Regions from separate parts of the Mus musculus genome. Here region 1 is linked to region 2. Evidence: chromatin contacts called from public HiChIP or PLAC-seq data. All regions are on one chromosome and are shown on one strand. The core of a region is the stretch at or near the end of the contact, and the rest is flanking DNA. Distances in the headings are between cores, read along the strand shown. Region 1 overlaps Slc28a1 (solute carrier family 28 (sodium-coupled nucleoside transporter), member 1). Region 2 overlaps Sec11a (SEC11 homolog A, signal peptidase complex subunit).

Evidence for each region. HiChIP or PLAC-seq counts read pairs in DNA pulled down with a chosen protein or histone mark.
Region 1: a contact with region 2 is called in an H3K27ac HiChIP or PLAC-seq map of embryonic stem cells, with 10 read pairs. The contact joins two enhancer-like sites. A contact is called at or near these places in 3 of 15 datasets of contacts at CTCF or cohesin (CD8 T cells and the NIH/3T3 cell line), 2 of 484 Hi-C or Micro-C datasets (bone marrow-derived macrophages and cortical neurons), 8 of 115 datasets of contacts at active chromatin or transcription factors (embryonic stem cells, extraembryonic endoderm stem cells and memory CD8 T cells) and 3 of 9 other capture datasets (adipose tissue, embryonic stem cells and pancreatic islet).

The regions. Positions count from the first base shown.
Region 1 is chr7:81,150,689-81,153,848 of GRCm38.p6, reverse strand. It overlaps Slc28a1 (solute carrier family 28 (sodium-coupled nucleoside transporter), member 1), which reads right to left. Exons shown (of 18, transcript NM_001004184.3): 11 at 324-449. Among named protein-coding and RNA genes, the nearest start is that of Slc28a1, 37 kb to the right of the region's middle. Within about 2 kb of position 1,313, at least 17 of the 459 cell types and tissues checked have an H3K27ac peak or open chromatin away from gene starts, as enhancers often do. A contact at or near this core is called in embryonic stem cells and extraembryonic endoderm stem cells, where this site is marked.
Region 2 is chr7:80,918,806-80,922,060 of GRCm38.p6, reverse strand. The region is part of intron 4 of Sec11a (SEC11 homolog A, signal peptidase complex subunit); the gene reads left to right. The region is part of intron 2 of Gm51451 (a long non-coding RNA gene); the gene reads right to left. Among named protein-coding and RNA genes, the nearest start is that of Gm51451, 9.9 kb to the right of the region's middle. Within about 2 kb of position 1,605, at least 99 of the 459 cell types and tissues checked have an H3K27ac peak or open chromatin away from gene starts, as enhancers often do. A contact at or near this core is called in embryonic stem cells and extraembryonic endoderm stem cells, where this site is marked.

The DNA.
Region 1 (3,160 bases), core at 64-2,563, 230 kb before region 2:
AGCTCTGACATTTCTTAGCCCTCCTTTTCTCTCTCCCTTCCCCCTCTCTTCAAGTGGCCATGGCCAGCCTCTCTCTCCTTCTACCTTCTCCCCCCCCCCCCCGCCTTTCTACAATAAAACTCTAAAACCATTAAAAAAAAAAAAAAAAAAAAAAAAGGTCTAACCAAGTAGTTTAGCCCAGCAAGCCTGCCTTGCTCAGGCAAAGCTGGGCTTTGAGACAGAGAGGGGACATCCCATGACTGCTGTGATTAGGAGCTTGTGGGGCTTCCAGAAAGGCAGTTTCAGGGCTTTGGCATAGCCCAGCAGAGAAAAGTTCTACCTACCCCAAAGGAGATGTAGGCGCCCAGGAGGCTGCCAGCAATAGTAGCATAGCCTCCAGTCATGACAACGTGAACTTCAGAGAGTGTCATATCTGCCAGATAGGGCCGGATCAGCAGTGGAGCTTCAGTCTACAAAGAGTCAGAAGGCAAGCAGTGAGCTGCCGCGGTGGCGGCTGGGTGATGGTCACAGGTTTTTTGTTTGTTTGTTTTGTTTTGTTTTGTTTTGTTTTGTTTTGAGACAGGTCATGGTTCTTGATGAAGAATCTCAGAGGAGACAGAGGGTGGGTTTCTAGTCAGCTGAGCCTCTCTGGGCCCCATTGTCCTCCCTCCTCTGTGATAGGACCTGCATACCACCACCCTACCCTACCCGTGTGTGTTGACACTTACCGTGCTCCTCACACCCAGGCACCTCCCCCTCTGTGCTTACAACCTAAGACAGAAAGGACTCTTATTTTCCAGGGAAGCAAACAGAGGCCTGGGAAGGGATGCAAGCCCGATCTGCACAAAGGGGCTGAGCCTTCACTGGGCATTTGCTTTGGGGCTTGTGTAGAAGTCTGGGCTACTCTTTATCTAATCCAGCTATGGAGCCCTAGCATTCTTGGTACTGCTTTGCAGGACGGGGAGATGGGCGTATGATGGTTAATCTTCATGTTCAACGTGACTGGGCTTAGAATCATGGTGGAAATACGCTCCATAGTGCATCTGTAAGGGTGTGGTCAGAGAGGTGTAACTGAGGAAGGACGACCCACCCACCCTGAATGTGGATACACTATCTCGTAGGCTGGGGCTCCAGAATGAACATAAAGTAGAACGTTATAGGGGATGTGGAAATCAACCTTGTGAGGGAAAAAGTGGGATAGAGAGCGAGGTGCCTCAGGCTCCTGAGACTCCTCAGAAAGTCCTGATCTGCTGTAGTCAGCATTAGACATAAGATGGCTCGTAGAACACCGGTGAACCAACAAAAAGGAACCGCGGCCAGGGGTTGGCTGCTTCCCCTAACTCCTCCCACTTCTTCTGAGTAACCTCATCAGACGGGACTTTCATTGGAGCCCAGTGACAGTGTGGTGAGAGATGATTGGCCAAGGATTTAGGGGCTTGGGATTGGCTCAAACATTGTATCTAAGCCTATGTGCTGGGTAATAATCTCGGATCTGTGCCCTGATGCTGGTCTCCAGAGTCTAACTGCCTGAGCTGGGTTCGGTCACATAACTCTGTCGCCGCTCATCCCCCTCCCATCCTCAGTCCTACACCCACAGACAAGTAAGCTGAGCACCCATATTTTCCGCACACCCCTTCCTACATTGTGACCAGCTGCCTCACACACACCGCCAGGCCCTCTCTGCCATGATAGCCTGTACCTCTACACTGTGGGTCCACAGGCATCTCCTTCCTTCCTTAAGTTGTTTCTGTAGGGTGCTTTATCACAGAGAAAAGAAAAGCAACCAATACCTGGAAGCCACAAGAACGCCTTCCTGGGAGCAGGAAGTGTGTGTGGAGGTATAGATACGCTGTGATTTTAGAGGGTGATAGAATCTATGAAGATAGGTGAGAAAAACAAGCCTCATGGTCAGGGAATATCAGCACCGGTCTCTTTGAGGGTGTGGCACTGGGTTAATGTTAACTGAGACCGGAAGGAGTCAACTACACAGACTGATGATGGCTCAGCCGCCCAGAAAGACCAGAGGCCCTGAGACAGGAGTAAGCTTGACCTGAAAGATCCTGACATAAAGTAGAAACTCATGTAAGCCCCCGACTTGTGTCCTAAATGGACATCACTATTGGCACAAAGTAAAAGTTTAACTTGCTCCATTGTTTCAGGAAATGTTTGTACAGAGTGCTCGGACCATTCCTTAAATCCGCTATGCTTGCCAACCGCTATAGCCCACTGCCAGACGTTTGCGGTTTGGTTGCTGGGCTGAATTTGGAAAATTTCCCCCAAAACTTTAGATTGAGCCAATCCTGAGTTGCCCCATATACCAGCCGTTAGCCAATAGAGTTGCATCACCCCTGCGCCATTTTGCTCACAGCTGCGCCTGCACATGATTCCTTCCTTGTACCCCTCCCGTACCCATTCCTTGTAAATCTCAGATCAGGAAATCGAAACTTACCTGATTGGTTGCTCAGGGGCATGTGATCTGGAAGTCCCCTCCCTTCCCCTTCTCCTTTTCCCCCTTGAGGGCCCATAAAAGGAGGGTCCCATTTCCCTTCCGGTTGACTTCTCTATCCCTGCGTGGGATACGAGTTGTCCCCAGAGCTCTGGCTTTCCTGAATAAAGCCTCATGTGATTTGCATCAAGCTTGGTCTCTCCTGAGTTCTTGGGAGTCCGCAGTTGTCCCGAGCCTTGAGTGAGGGTCTCCCTTGGGGGAGACGCAGTTCTTGTCCGACAACAACGCGCTGGAAATCTAGAGCCTCATTGCAAGGGTCCCTACATCGTGCTGCTAACCACCCCCACCGCTGATAAAGTAGAAGGCATCTCTGCATGGATCCACGCCTCCCACGTGAAGCGAGCTCCTGAGCAACCCCAAGATGATTGGGAATTGGAAAAGACTGCTGATCCTCTTAAACTGCTGCTTTTTTAAGAAAAAGAGTGACAACCCGCATCAGCCCATGACTCTCACTTGGCAGGTACTATCCCAATCAGGGGAAATACTTTTTGCCACTTCAAAAAATGGAACCCCGGGGGCGTGGTGGCCGACCCTTTACTTTTGTCTCCGCCAAATTATTCCTGCGGCCGGAAGTACCCCCCTAATGAGGTCCGAAGCTAGGGTTCTATAGCTGCCCCAAGCACCTAAAGAGCTCCTGGTGTGGAGGACCCAGAGGGTACTTTTGCAGTGATTGGA
Region 2 (3,255 bases), core at 356-2,855:
ACAGCATTCTTACTGATGTCTGAGCATCCCCTCCTTACTGCATAAATCAAGCATGTACTGTCACCTCACTGTGACACTATGCTGTGCAGAACAGGTGGCTGTTTCTGAAAGGAAGTTTATTCAATTGTAGTATGAGAAATGTAAAGGAATCCCAGATCAGAACAAGGACTACTGTGTTGTTTTGTCTGCGAGTGTGTGTGTGTGTGTGTGTGTGTGTGTGTGTGTACAACTTAAGGGGAACTTTTATATCCTATGTTCAAGCTAAACACAATCTACATTAGGTCATCAGTGGCTTTGAGAAATAGATTTCCAAATTTCCTCATTCCCAAAGATGCGCCTATCATTTTCAGACTCCTCCATCTCTTTAGTGTTTGTTTTTCCTCGAGTTGTAAACCTGCAGGTACATTTAGAATAACAAGGAAGCCCCAGTTGCCGCAGACCCTCTGGGTCCCTATGTCTGCGTGGAACAGGTCTCTAGTCACAGGTGGGCAAAGCGTTGGATGAGATGACAGACAGATGCACACAGGAGAGGTTGTGTAGAACCTGAATGTAATGTCAGGTCGAGCATCGAACTTTTTATAGTACAGAGAATGCAAGGGGTTGGAAGTCACAGCAGGCAAGGTACATTGCCGTTACCAGGTACAAAACAAAGGAATGACTTCAAAAGGATTTACAGGAACCAGGTAAATGTTTACAGTAAAGATAAAGCAGTCCTACCTAGGGTCAGCTTAGTGACAGGCAAGAGTTTCACACTCTAGTGTCATACCTTTGAACCTTGTGAAGGCTAGCACCAGGGGGTTCTTCTCTTGGCAGACCTCAAGAATAATGCAGTATCACAACCCCCCTAATTTCCTAGGCCTTGCTAAATTCTTATATGAGTGTAACTTTTAAGTATCTGGAGAATCTCCATTTGTCAGGAGAATATACCAACTTGTTTTTAATATGCAATGTAGCCTTACTGAAGATTTCTATCTCAATGAGATTCCCTGGCTCTTTCTGCAGACCAGTTGAGCCACTGGCTCTGTCTATTGTAATGCTTAGTTAGTTACTGAATAGGTTAACTTCCTTACTGCCTTCTCACAGGATTCTAAGCTCGGGCAGCTTCTGGGATCTTGGAACACTGGGGAGACTAACTATAACAGAATTTAATCTTAAAAGGCATTTATAATAAAATATTAAAAGAGAGCTCGTAGATCCATACACCAGACTAATTCGGGAATAGAATATGAGTATATGGATAAACTCCAGGAGGTGAGCTTCCTTGAAACTCTCTGCCTCGTGAGTGGCTTTTAGGCTTCACAGCCTGTCAAGCTGACTCGACCTGAGTGCGTGGCACCCAGTCACTGGAAAGTGGGGTTGCTTTACTTTCTTCCACTGCCATTAATTTTTTGAGAGGTTTTCGCTGTGTAACTCACTCTGTAGACCAGGCCAGCCTCAAACTCAGAGATCCACCTGCCTCTGCCTCCCAAGTGCTGGGATTCAAGGCGTGCACCACCACGCCTGACAACATTTGTTATATAAGAGAATAGTCACACTATTGTACATGTAATGACCTTTTCACTCCAAGGCCATTAGTGTACTTACACATCAATACACTTATCATCACTCACAGAGCTAGCTCTCCAGTCCCTGGGAAGCTCAGATGGCTACTGGCTGTCCTAGCATTGGCCCTGGTTAGCACTATTTCTAGTTTGCTTTTGTGAACACTGCTGTTGTTAGATATATCCAGTAGTTCTACCCAGTCTTCCCAGTAAAAATATAAAAAACAGTTACTAAGTAAAGAATATGCACATTTTAACACTTTTTGACAAATTCTTTCTGTGTGCTTCTTCTGTGTAAGAATGTCCCTTTGTGTGCATTTGGTTCTTCTTTGTCTGTCACTGTGGCTGCCTAGGCAGCCCTGGGTTGGGTTAAAAAAAAAAAAGACATATTATTTTCCAGGTTAGAGTACTCAGGCTTCCTCCCTAGGAACTTCTTTTTGAAGAATTTTTTTAAAGTTCTAAACTATATAAAATTTAAACTAAAATCTCAATTTTGGCAGTATAAACCCTTTAGTGGCTTTTAATAAAAAATGTAATAATGTGAGTTAAGTATTGATTCTATGAAATATAAACCACCTGGGACGTGGACAGCTGGCAGACAGGCTTTTCTGCCCAACTCACTTCTCATCGACTCTCCTGCCTCTGAGCTCGACACCTAATGTAATGAGTCACCTTCCTTTGTGGAAATTGTATTTGTAAAACACTAAGCTGATATCTCAGAGTCGAGCTGTACCTCACTCTTTCAGGTGAGCCTGGTCTGTGGTACAGCTACCTCTCAGTGAAAAAAGGGGGGTTTCTGGTTTACTCCACACTGACACCAATGGTTCTGAGCCGATTATGTCTAAAAATGTTACTGAAACAGAATTCACATGTAAGAGTCTCTATTTTAAGGGGCATAGTTCACAGATTTTAGTATATCTACAAGTTTGTGCAACCAACACTACTATCTAATTCCAGATCATTTCTCTCGACACTCTTAGCAGGCGCAGGCCACGCCCTTCTTCCTGCAGCTGCTGACAGTGCTAACCTGCAGTGTAGGCATGGCTCGTGGGGTGTCTTGTGTAGACAGTATCACAGTTGTGGTCTTCTGCGTTTGGTTTCTCTTACCTATCCTAATTTTCAAGGTTAATTCATCTTGTAGCATGTAATAAAATTTTTAGAAATGAAACTAATACTGTACCAACTAAAACTACTTAATAGAGATGACTTTGGGAAACCAGAAAGTTGGATCTGTTAATCACAGAAAAGAAAGCAGTGTCAGAAAAAGAGGAGAGAAGGGCAGGAGAGTTGGTACAAATGCTGCAGTGATAAAGAATGAGATAAAGGAGGGAACGGGACAGTGACGCTGGAGGCTTCCAGACAATGCTGTCCCCACAGAAGAGGAAGTATTCTTAACAGGAAGTAAAGTGCATCGGGCAAAATGGCTGCCCCTAAAGTGTGCCACAGGCTTTGATGATAAAGTGGAAATGCTAATTAACTTGATGTGTTTAGTGTACACTGTATATATGTATTAAAATACCCCATAAAAACTGATAGGCCATAAAATGCATGTAAATCACATGTGAATAAAATGTAAAGCTTGTGTCTAGGTGCCGTGGCACATGTGTAGTCGTAGATGCTTGGGGAAGCTGTTTGCAGCAGCAAAGTGAGACCCTATTTTGAGAATTTAAAATATGGGGCTGGATAGTTGGCTCAGTGGTTAAGTGGCCTTGTT